2 separate regions of the Mus musculus genome follow, and region 1 is linked to region 2. Evidence: chromatin contacts called from public HiChIP or PLAC-seq data. All regions are on one chromosome and are shown on one strand. Each heading gives the region's core, a stretch centred on a gene start, on an enhancer-like site or on the middle of the called end of the contact. The rest is flanking DNA. Distances are from core to core; before and after follow the strand shown.

Region 1 (6,214 bases), core at 2,153-4,652, 120 kb before region 2:
AGGCTGTATGTTGCTACCTTTTGTTTATTGCTTTTACAATTTTATATCATCCATTATCTTCTTCAGGGCTTCAGCTTACTGTTCTTTTTCTTTTCTAGAAGGAATGTTACACTTAATGAGTGCTTGTGTCTTTTTCTTGACCGTATATTCCCTAAGAAAAACCACATGTGGCTTACAGCATTAGTCATCAGCCTTCTATTTTCTGTCTTTAAAATCTGTCAAGTTGACTTACCTGTGAAGTACTACTGTGTGGACCTTGGGATTACAGAAGTGGATTCTGGTTCCCAAGGCTTCAGATCTAGAAAGGAAATTGAATAGCTACCATCAGATTACCTGCTCCATCTTGTTACTGAGGACGTGGGCAGGGCCAGCGCCTGTCCTGACCACACAGGCGGTCGGTCTGTCAGGATTCAGAGCATGCTCGGTCCTTAGTGCTGTTTACTCAGTCCCACTGCATCACCCCTCAGAGGACTTTCTGACTACAAGGTCAGTGTCCTCAGGCTGCAGGCTCTTTTCAAAAGTATGGTATTTGTAGGTTTCGAGGAGCTGGGGGAGAGGAAGCTGTAATCAGAATATGTTGTATAAAAAATTATATTTTCAATAAAAAAAGAAAAATTCTAGTGGAAGATCTGGGTGTTCAGTAGGCCCTTGTAAAATGGGTTCAGTGCCAGTCTATCTCACACTTTTTTCTTTCTTAATTTCTTTTTCTGGTTTCTTTTCTTTTAGACATGGTTTCACTTCATAGCTCAGGCTATCCTTGAACTTTCAGCTGTCCTCCTGCCTCAGCCTTCCAAGTGCTGGGATTCTAGGCCTGAGCTTACTTTATAACTATTTCAATGCCATAATGATGAAATGAAAAAGAATAAGTCTGTGTATAACAGACTTTATAGTGCTCTGAAATTTTTCCAATGTCTTATTAATGGTGAATCCATAGTGTTAGTATTGTTTATTTAGAATTATGAGAAAAGACCTTTTAGGGGATTCTTGGGATACACAGAAGTTTCTGGTAAGAAACTAAGAGCTACCAGGTGGATAAGAGAAGCTAATTTGAAATCATGTAGCTGTGGAAATATGCCTTCCAGAAAATACAGTGGAGAAAAAAGTTCAGCACTATGCTCAGTTAGTTTTATGAGTGTTTAAAAAATGTATTGTCTTGACTCCAGATGAATTGATAGTTGAATATTAAATCTATAGGGTTAAAAATACATAGAAATCCTTACCTTCAATACTCCTCAATAGCTCCGAGTCGTGAGCTGTAGCTGAAGCAGATGGACCATGAGGGCTATAAATGTTTCAGGGTGCGCAGTTAGCCAAGGATAGCATTAGTGCTCTTCACATAGAGTCATGGGCGTGAGAAAATTACTAAGTTGTTTCTTTGTATACTTTTTTGTTTATATAAGCTTTTAAGTCATCTAATAGGAAGGCAAAATAGTGTCATTTCTCTAAGAGCTTAATATGCTAGCTTAGTTTTCTAAGAAACAGAAAGGCCAGGAATTTTGGCATACTGTTTGTTTTTAACTTGTCACTTGCTCACGTCCTTATTTCCCCTGTGTAGTTACAGGTTTCCTCTTAGTCCTTTGCTTGATTATTGATACCACACTTGCAGCATGGTAACTTTCTACTCTCTCTCTTCTTACCTTTATGGAAGATCAGTACCACACTTGCTTTTTTCCAGTCTTCTGGTATCTCTCCAGTTCTTGAATTTTCAAAAATAATTGTAAGTGATTAAATCGTAAGTATTCCCTCTGCTTCTTTGATTGGGTGAGAGGTCATCGCAAATGTGTCATGCTCCAGTTATTAACATAGACTTTGCAGGTGCCTTTATGTTAATTAAATTGCATTTGCATAAAATTTCATTAATTTTAAGGTATTTGTTTTGCTAATTAAAATGCCAATATTCTTACTTACTTTTATTAGGTGGGTTTTTCTTTGTTAAAATTTTAACCTGTTTTTCCCCTTTGTAGTTTTACTACTAATGATGTTCTCTATTATTTTAAACTTTCTAGGAAGACTTATATGAACAATTTATTTCAAATACATACATATATAGATAGATAGATATGTATTTGAAACATTTTTTTAAAAGATTTACTTATTTTATGTATGTGAGTAAACTGTCGCTCTCTTCAAACACACCAGAAGAGGGCATTGGATGCCATTACAGATGGTTGTGAGCCACCATGTGGTTGCTGGGAATTGAACTCAGGACCTTGGAAGAGCAGCCAGTGCTCTTAACCACTGAGCCATCTCTCCAGCCCTAAACAAATTGTTTTGAGGAAGGAACTAATGTAGCTCAGGCTAGCTTTGAACTTGTGAACCTCCTGCCTCCACCTAACAGATGCTGGGATTCTAGGCTTCCCTTTCTTTTGTGGGGAGAACATATTTTTTATTGTATACTATTTTGTACTGTTTAAAAAAAATACTGCATATAGCAAACTGTCTGTCATTGTTTTGAGTTTGTGTTACTACTCGGTCTTCCTTTTAGTCCTCTCTCAGTTCCAGCTACCCAGAAGCTCCTTTCGTTCTTTCCTTGTTTGTTTGTTTTTCGAGACACGGTTTCTCTGTGAAGCCCTGCCTGTCCTGGAACTCAGTCTGTAGACAAGGCTGGCTTCAAACCAGAGATCCACCTGTCTCTGCCTCCTAAATGCTGGGATTAAACTGGAATTAAAGGCTACCCATAAGTTTCTTAATTATTGATTCTGGGAAGAAGACCTTAAGTCACCTTTGGTCACTTTGACCCTTGCTATTAGTCTGTCACTGTCAGCAGGAGTTATTTTAAAAGCTTCTACTGCCTGCTTCAAAAGTCTTACTAGGAAAGTAGCCAAAGCAAGTTATGATTTGCATGTACCTTGGGATTTAAGGGCACCCCTTACAGTGTTCTTTTTAATGGGAGTGGAACATTTTGTTCTCTGTTTCATGTCCCACCTAGAATCATTAATAGGAAATTGATTTAATTTGCCAACATGTTAGCTTTTAGGTGTCTTCTAAGAATATTAAGCTAGTCCTGTATTTTACAAATTAGAAAATACTGATTCAATTTTCTTATTATATCATAAACCATTTTGTATTTGTTTCTCTGTAACTGCTTTTAAACTTTTTAAAAATGTGTTTTAGTGTTTTGAGAGAGTCTTGACTGCCCAGAATTCTTAATCTTCCCTCTACGTGCTAGGATTATGAGTGTTTAGTTAAAACATAAAGTGAATTCCTGTACACACTGACATGTAATGAACTGTAATGAACATCAGCATAGTGAGCCAGAGAGCAGAGGCCCTGACTACCGCACTGCAGTATGGTCACTTCAGTTACTGCTGAAGGACCTGACAAGAGAAGAAAGGAAAGGGGGGAGAGAATGGAAGTACAGAGATTGCAGGCACATGGGTAGCAGCAGCTGACAGCTGGTACAACTGGTGCCACATGCATGCAGCTGGCACTGAGACAGCCCTGGAGGGTGCTAGTGAGTGAATGGCACAGTTCCTGTCTTCTCTGTCTTTCTTCAGAGAAGTCAGACAGTAACGTGTACAGTGTTAGATAGGGCAAGTGCAGAGTACTACCGAATGCATCTATGTGACTCCTACACTGCTCTCTAGAAGGGTGAAATCAGTTTTTCAGAGTCTGCCCTGTTTCCTTTCCTTTCAAAGGAAGATAGACCATACTCTGCTTGGGAACAATGTATATTCTTAGTCTTGTTTAAAAAGAAGTCTCTAGGACCAGCAGGATGGCCACTGATGCAAAACCTGATGATCTGATTTAAATTCCCAGAATCTACATGAAGGAGAACAAAACTGACTCCCGGAGGCTGCTTTCTGACCACACACGTGTAGTGGGGTGTGTGTGTGTGTACATATAAATGCTCAATAAATACAAGTTTTTTTAAAAAATTTACTAACAAAGGACCAGTATGAATAAGTCTAATGCCTCACTGTTCTAATGTTGGCTAGAAAGAAGAACAGGTATATAGTGCAGTTTTTAGTGTCTGTGTGTGCATGTGCACATAAACTTGCTGATTCATATGCATACAGTGCCTGGGGAGGCCAGAAAAGGGCACAGAATCACCAGGAACTGAAGTTTGTGGGGAGCAGCTGGCACTCTGAGCCACTGAGCCATCTCTTCAACTTTTTTTTTTTTAAATAAAAATTCAGCAGGTTTTATCTCTTGCCATTCATGAGATACTCAAGGAGAGACAAGATGACTCAGAGACTGGGAAGATAGAGTCAGTGACTGAGAGTGAAACTAGTGGTAATTTTAGTGCATTCTTAGTCAATTTAAGAACAGTGTTATTACTGTCACCTGTTCATGCTATTGATGAATTTGTAAACATTATTCCATTGGTGGTAGATGAGTTGACTGTAGAGGGCCTTTAAAGCACATCTGCAAACTTTTGGATTGATGTGCAGGGGAAGTCAGGCCAGTTCTGTGATTTTAGGCTGATGAATTCCATTATAAACCTCCTATAAGCATTCCAAAAAGAAAACTGCATCAGTGAGATGTGTGTGGTGAGGTTGTGAAGCTCAGTTGGTTCTGCTGGGAAAGGGAAGTCGTGGAAGGGTATCGGGGGCTGGGAGGACAGTGCATGGGACTCAGCTGGGAAACAACTAAGGGTGGTTTCTGAAGAACTGAGGGAGGGTTCAGACTTGAAGTTTAAATATTGTTTCTCTTCTGTAGCAGAATTTTATTGATTTGTTTAAAAGATTCTGTTAATTAATTGTTGACAGAATTCTAAGAACTCTAAATGAATTTAGAAGAGGAAATTTTTTTAAAGACCACTTTTCCTCCTCTTGTGGCAGATTCTTCAGTTTACTCTTGATTGTGCAGTTGTTCTTTCAAACTGCTGAGTAAGAATCGTGTATTTACCTGATGCTAACTGGGTCCTGATTGTTACATTATTGCTAATTACGCCATTATATTCTTGAAACAAAACAAAACCCAAGCCAGGCCTCCTCCTCATTCTCAGGTGTATAAGTTAGCAGGAGCTCATCCTCCTGTGAAGGGTGATGTGTGAACGCCACTCTGCTCAGCAAACAGTTGTAGTTCTCTGGATAGCTTTAAAAATGGAAGCGTTTAGCCTGGTGGAGGTGGTCCAAGATGTTTAATCCCAGCATTTGGGAGGCGGTTGCAGGCAGGTCTCCTGTGAGTTCGAGGCCAGCCTGGTCTACATAGCTAGTTTCAGGGCAGTCAGGATTGCATAGTGAGACCTTGGCTTAAAACAAACAAAACCTAAAAGAATGGTTTTTACCATGAATTTTTTTATCTGGATTATGAATACATTGATTATAATTTTTCTCAAATGTTTTATATATATGTAAATTATTAGGAAGGGATTTTTATTTTTTTCAGGCAGTTTCTTTATTTGCATATAAAAAGCAAGCAAGGCAAGATTTATCAGCTTTAAATTTGAAAAAGAAAACAATTACAAGATAAATTGGCTTTTCTTACCATAACAGATGTAATTTTTAAAATTTTTTACATTTTGTGTCAGAATTTTAATTTTAGTTGAGGAGGACAGCAGTAAATAGTAACAGTGTGCTAGTGTTTTAGTAGATGGAGTGGCTGCTGCTGCTGCAAGAGGAGGAGGAGGAGGAAGAAGAGGAGGAAGAGGAGGTGGTGGTGGTGGTGGTAGTGGTGAAGGTGGTGGTAAGGAGACAGGCTCTGAGCTGAATTAGAACTAGGAAGCAGATTTGCCAGTCCTCAGTTGCCTGGGATTGTGAAATTGGGTTGTGTCCTGCTTTAACAATAATGAAGGTGTTCCGTGTGCCCAGACGGAATGTGGGATGATACCAAAGAAGCGTCTGTGTCAGCTCACTGGATGGTGAATATAAACATAAGCAGTTTGTGTTGGCCAAAGGCAGGGGAGACGGCCACAGCTGAGTTTGTTGAGACACACCCTCCATCGCTCCTTTAGTACAGTTTTGTGGTCGGGGGAGAGAAGTCTGCTGCTGGTAGGACAGCTGCGTGTGCCGGTAGACACCGAACACAGGCTGGCAAGGAGGAGTTCTTCATGGGCTTCATCTTTTACAACTAAGATTTGTTGTTTGGTCAGAGATGATTAAAAACTCAAAATTTCTTTTGATGGGAATCAAAACAGGAGGCTTAAGGTCTTTTGGGAACTTATAGATATACAAAAAGCAGGATATGCCATTGATGAACTTTTAAAGTGAGAGAGAGATGGGGCCTCTAAATAAATAAACATTTACACCCTGTCCAGAGTGTAGTGTTC
Region 2 (6,101 bases), core at 2,731-5,230:
GCCCCAAACACTGAAACCATATTTGTGTCATTTAAAATATCTCTTCAAAAATAGCTATTAATTAAGAAGAGATAATGAATGACTTTATAGTGGAAAGACCTGGCAAACTCACTTACCACAAGAACACAGTAATGGGAGAAATTGAAATTATGACCACAGCTAACAGTTTGCAATGAGGAAAAACTCTCAACTCTTCTGAGCTGTTCCTGCTGAAAATCCATAACCTAAATTTGATTAAGAGAAAAATATCAGACAATTGCAAATCGGGGTACAGTTGATCAAATAGCTTCTATATAATCTGGAGAGGTGTCCTGGTCATGATCAAGGCCTACTGAAAAGCGACAATCTGATGGATAACGATTCGTGCCATTACTGGGAGAACTGACTAAACTTGACTGAGTTCTAAGGGTCAGATAGACAATAGCAACTCCAGTAGCATGGCCTGGTCCTTTGGATGTCACATGACCATCCTCTCACTATCTGGAATAGTCAACTCTGGTCCTGGTAATGACATAAACAGAGGAATACAGTGATGGCAACGGTGTAGCGTGGCCTGTGGCAACAGTGACGAAGCTTGTTATCAGGAGGACCCTTGCCTGGGATTCCAGGCCCAGTTGCAAGTGATGTTGGGAAATGCTAGGATACTTAGACCATGGAAGACTGGAGCCAGAAGGTGGTGGCTCCATGAACATACAGTCTGGTAGAATCTCCAAGGAATAAAATGGGGAAGGCTAGAACACAGTTACCAGGAGAGGTGCTAGAGATAGCCCCCCTATTAAACCTCCCATTTAGCAGCACAATAAAAAGCAAAACCTTACAGAGCAGAACAGGGGGGGGGTGCTAGACTCTATTCCAGAGAGATCCATGGCTCTGTGGCCCTCTCCTCTCTGGCACTGAGATGTCAGTGGTGGATATTTTTAAAGAAAGAAGAAGAAAACAAGGGAGGAAGGAGAGACAGGGATGGTATGTGATCACTGAGCAGCAGGAGAGGTCACTGTTAAAAGAACCTCCCACTGAGTCAGCAGTTTGGTCCCTACTCCCCCAACTTCTATGAACCACACCCATAGGAGATTCAGAGTAAGTGCCAATGTCCTGCTGACTGTTGGCCAACAGATTACCTCCAGGCTACAGGGATGCAATTTTGCATCATAACTAGACAAGAATTCAACAAGGTCTGAGTCAGGGTCTGCAGGGAAACAAAGCTACAGATTCTAAGAACAGCTGAGGGCCTAAAGAGCTGGCTTGCTGCTTAAGAGAACTGGGCTGCTCTTGCAGAGGACCCAGTTTGATTCTCAGCACCTATATAGTGACTCACAACTGTCTGTAACTCCAGTTCTAAGGGACCTAGTACCCTCTCTGGTCTCCACGGTCACCAGGCACTCAAGTGGCACACAGACATACTTACAGGCAAAGCACTATACACATTAAAATTAAATAATGTTTAATTTAATATCTTTTTAAAAGAGGGCAGCCGAGGAATCAGGGCCAGCATTTGCAACCTGACTACTGAAGGACTGCTCAGAGATGGGACTAGCATCTATGATGCAACCTGTAAAGGACCACCCACTGACTGACAGGACCACCCACTGACTGACAGGACCACCCACTGACTGACAGGACCACCCACTGACTGACAGGACCACCCACTGACAGGAATAGTATCTGTGATCTGACCTCTCAAGGACTTCCCAGAGGTGTGCCAGGCATCTAGGGACCTAGGAAGGAATGCTGAAGGAGGTGAGACTGAAGCCTGAAAGCAGGCCAGACTAAACTCAGGCTGTAGGCTCACTGAACACTCGCCCTATTTATTTCTCCTTTATTTAACACCCCATGTCAGTTTACTAGACCACTGTTTTGTTCTTATGTACATGTTCTCTGTCTCTCTCTCTCTCTGTCTCTCTCTCTCTCTCTGTCTCTCTCTCTCTCTGTCTCTCTCTCTCTCTGTCTCTCTCTCTCTCTCTCTCTGTGTGTGTGTGTGTGTGTGTGTGTGTGTATCCACTCTGTCTTTACTTTTCATTTTTCTTTTGATAGATTTTTCTTTCATAGAAAAAATTTTTTCTAGCATTGATTTGTGTCTGACTCTCTTGAGTTCTAGGAGCGTTTCAGATGATCTTAGTATTTCTCTCTATGTGTGTACGGCGGTGGGCACAGAGCTACATACATGTACATGATAGAGGCCAAAGGACAACCTCAGATATTGTTTCTCTGTTGTCTTCTGTCTTGATTTTGGAGATAGGATCTCTCATTGACCTGGAGCTCGCTAATTGCCCAATGAGCCCAGGGATCCACCTGTCTCTGCCTCCCCAGCACCAGGATTAAAAGTATGAACCAACAAGTTTGATAAGGAGAAATACTGAAGAAAAGAAAAAGGTAAATTGAAAATCTGGAAGTGAAAATTTAGTAACTCACACTGTTGAGGTGGCTCAGTTGATGAAGATGCTTGTCACCAAGGTTGATGACCTGAATTCAATCTCCAGGACCCACTCAGGATCAGGAGAAAACTAACTCCACAAAGTTATCCTCTGATCTGTATGTACACATTATGGTACATACACACACATGCACATGCATGCATGCATACATACATATACAGAGAGAGAGTAATTAAATAAATGTTAAAGAGAAATAATTCAATGAACCGAGTGAGAAGCTCTGTGGAAAACCTCACCAATAGAACAGACCAAAGGGAAGACAAATGTCAGGGTTGAAGATAAGATAGAGGAGTTGGAAAGAGAAGAGGAGGAGGAAGGGGGGAAGAGGAAGAAGAAGAGGAGGAGGAGGAAGAAGATGAAACAAGCAAAAAATGTTAGCTCTGTGGAACTCTATGAGAAGATCAAATACACAAGTAATGACCATAGATACAGGAGAAAAGTTTCATTCCAAGAGCATAGACAACATTTTCAATAAAAATTATAGGTGAATATTCACCAACTCTAGGGAAAGAGAGGATTACCTAGACCTACGAGGCACAGACAAAATCAGAAAAGATGCTTCCTATGTCATGTCACAGTTAGAACAGTAAAGATACAGAATGAACTATATTGAAAGCTACAAGAGACAAACACACACACACACACACACAGCCCTTCAATATAGCACCCGGTTTCTCTACAGAAACGTAAAAGCCAGAAAGACTTGAAATGATATATTTCAGACTCTGAAAGAAACCAAGTACCAACCCAGCCTAGAATATGCAGCAAAACTATCTGCATTAACTGAAAGAGGAAGAGTAATTAAAACAAGCTAAAGGAATCCATGATCATTAGAGCCACTCTGCAGACAATATTTAAAAGGAGTTGGTGACAGCTAATCTGGGTAAGCAACTTTGCATACTTGGGAACAGGGAATCTCAACTGAGGGATTACCTCTACCAGATTGGCCTGTGGTCATGTCCATGGGGGCATTTTCTTAATTGTTAATTGTTGCTGGATGGCATCCTGTGGGCAGTGCCATTCCTGGGCAGGTGAAGAAGAGCTTGGGAGCAAGCCAGTAAGCAGCATTACTTTGTGGGTTTAGCCTCAAGGTCCTACCTAAGTTCCTGCCCTCGTTTCTCTCAATGATGGATTGCAAATTGAAAGCAGAAATGAACCCTTTCCCCTTGAGCTGTTTTTGATCTCAACCGGAAAGCCACATTAGCACATAAAAAGTTAAACATAAAAAGGCTAGTAACACTCCAACCACCACAAAACCAACAAAGTGACATGTATGAATACACATCTTTCAATAAAAACTGAGTATCAATTTTGCAACCACAAGACTCAGATTAGCAGATTGGTTTTTAAGAAAGAACAGGAGCTAAATCGTGTATCGTGGCACATGCCCTTGGGAAGTGGAGGCAGAAAGATCAGGTGTTCAAAGCCAGTCCCAGCTACATAGTAAGTTCAAGACCAGCATAGGCTATATGAGACCCCATCTCACAAGCAAGCAAGCAAACAATAACCAAATATCATTCAAGGCCAGCAAGATGACTCAGCAGTAAAAGCACTTCCTCCACAAGCCCAGTAGCCCAAGCTGGACTCCTGGAGCCCACAGCAGAAGAGACCCGACTCCCATTTACTCACACATACACAATAATAACAATAGTAGCTGTAAATAGGGGCTGGAGAGTTGCATCCCTGGGCTGCTGCCATCACACCTGCTGGGAGGTGGGAGACAGTATTCTTTTTCTTAAATTTATTTATTTTTATGGATATGAGTACACTGTAGCTGTCTTCAGACCCACCAGAAGAGGGCACCAGATCCTGTTACAGATGGCTGTGAGCCACCATGTGGCTGCTGGGAATTTAACTCAGGACCTCTGGAAGAGCAGTCAGAGAACTACTTACTCATTTTGCAGAGGACTTGGGTCTGAATCCCAGCCTCACATGATGGTATCCAATCATCACATGATGGTACTGCAGTTCCAAGGATTCAGAGACCTTCCTCTAACCTCCATGGACACCAGGTACACATGTGGTACACATACATATATGCAGGCAAAGCACTCATACACATAAAATAAATAATAAATCTAAATATGTAAACAAAGTTTTATTCCAAAAAAATAATTTGCCATTGTCAAGATGGCATTATTCCAGAGATGGAAGGATGGGTCATCATAACTAAATCAGGCGACATAAAAATAGTTCATATAGCGGCTAGGGAGGTGATTGGGGTAAAAGTACTCGCAGTGCAAGCATGAGGATCTAAGTTCAAATCCCCAGCACTTGTGTAAAAGGCTGTGCATGGCTGTGTACACCTGAAACTCAATGCTGGGTGTATTGTGGGGAGCAGAAATGGGAGGATCATTGTGGTTTGCTGATGGCCAGTCTAGCTCCAGGAACCTTGTCTCAAAAGAATAAGGTACTGAATGATAGAGCAGGATGCCCAGTGTCCTTTTCTGGCCTCCACACATGCTTAGGGGCACATAAGCCTACACACACACACACACACACACACACACACACACACACAAAGATAAAATTTAAAAATATAAAATGTATCACATAAATGTACTCAAAGACAGGAATTACCCGAAATCTTTGTAGATACAGAAAAGGTCTTTAAACATTTTGTGCTATTTATTTGTGTGTGTGTGTGTGTGTGTGTGTGTGTGTGTGTGTGTGTATGAATAGGCAGAACAGATGACAACTGGTGGAAGGTTTTTTGTCTCTTTACCATATGGGTCCTGGGAAGGAAACTCAGGTTGTTAAGCTTGGTTGAGAGCACCGAGTCACTTCGCCTAGCCAGAAAAGGCTTTTGACAAAATCTAACATCCCTTCATAATAAAAACCCTGAATAGACCAGAGTGCATGCCTTTAATCCCAGCAATTAAGAGGCAGAGGACGTCTGTGAGCTCAAGGCCAGCCTGATCTACAGAGTGAGTTCCAGGACAGTCAGGGCTACACAAAGAAACCCCGTCTCAAAAAGCAAAAAACTGAAACAACTGTAAAAAAAATAGCCACCTTATCTGCCAATAATAAACATTCTGAAGTAGAAAAATAGGAAAGTAGTTGCATCTACAATTACCTTAAGAGGATGTATCCTGTGATAAACCTAACCAGGCCCAAGACCCCTACAGTGAAAACTTTAAATACCAAACCAGGAACTTGAAGAAAACACGGAACGACGAGACCTTTCATGAACTTTGTGGAAATGGTTGTGTTTCTAAAAGCCATCTGCACAGTCAGTGCCATCCCTATCAGTATTCCAATGTCCCTGTTCACAGAAATTGAAAAACAGCCTTCAAACTCATGTGGAAGCACAGATCACAAACAAACAAAGCAATCCTGAGCAAAAGGGATCATGCTAGCATTGCCACTATTTTAAATTATACTACAAAGTCATAGTGATAAAGTGCCGTGAGAGTAGCTCAAAACAGACACATATATCCATGGATTAGAAAACTCAGATATAAATCTACACAGCCAGAGACACGTGGGAAGCAAAGACTAAGGCTGTAGTGAGACTCCGTTTCACCCTAGGCTGTCATTAAGAAAGCAAATAAGTGCTTGGAATGTAGGTCAGTTGGTAGATGCTTGCCTAGCACGCATGACATCCTGGTTCAGTGTCCGGCACCTCCAAAACCTAGGTGTATCTATATCCCTGTGATCCCTCAGCAT

The links. HiChIP or PLAC-seq counts read pairs in DNA pulled down with a chosen protein or histone mark.
Region 1: a BATF HiChIP or PLAC-seq map of CD8 T cells shows a contact between it and region 2, with 11 read pairs. The contact joins two enhancer-like sites. A contact is called at or near these places in 2 of 39 promoter capture datasets (the C10 cell line and neutrophils), 2 of 484 Hi-C or Micro-C datasets (embryonic stem cells and regulatory T cells), 2 of 115 datasets of contacts at active chromatin or transcription factors (CD8 T cells and embryonic stem cells) and 3 of 9 other capture datasets (adipose tissue, liver and pancreatic islet).

What each region holds. Positions count from the first base shown.
Region 1 is chr4:109,103,384-109,109,597 of GRCm38.p6, reverse strand. All of the region lies in intron 4 of Osbpl9 (oxysterol binding protein-like 9), which reads left to right. Among named protein-coding and RNA genes, the nearest start is that of Gm52703, 27 kb to the left of the region's middle. Within about 2 kb of position 3,402, at least 64 of the 459 cell types and tissues checked have an H3K27ac peak or open chromatin away from gene starts, as enhancers often do. A contact at or near this core is called in CD8 T cells, where this site is marked.
Region 2 is chr4:108,985,185-108,991,285 of GRCm38.p6, reverse strand. No RefSeq gene overlaps it. Among named protein-coding and RNA genes, the nearest start is that of Nrd1, 12 kb to the left of the region's middle. Within about 2 kb of position 3,980, at least 9 of the 459 cell types and tissues checked have an H3K27ac peak or open chromatin away from gene starts, as enhancers often do. A contact at or near this core is called in CD8 T cells, where this site is marked.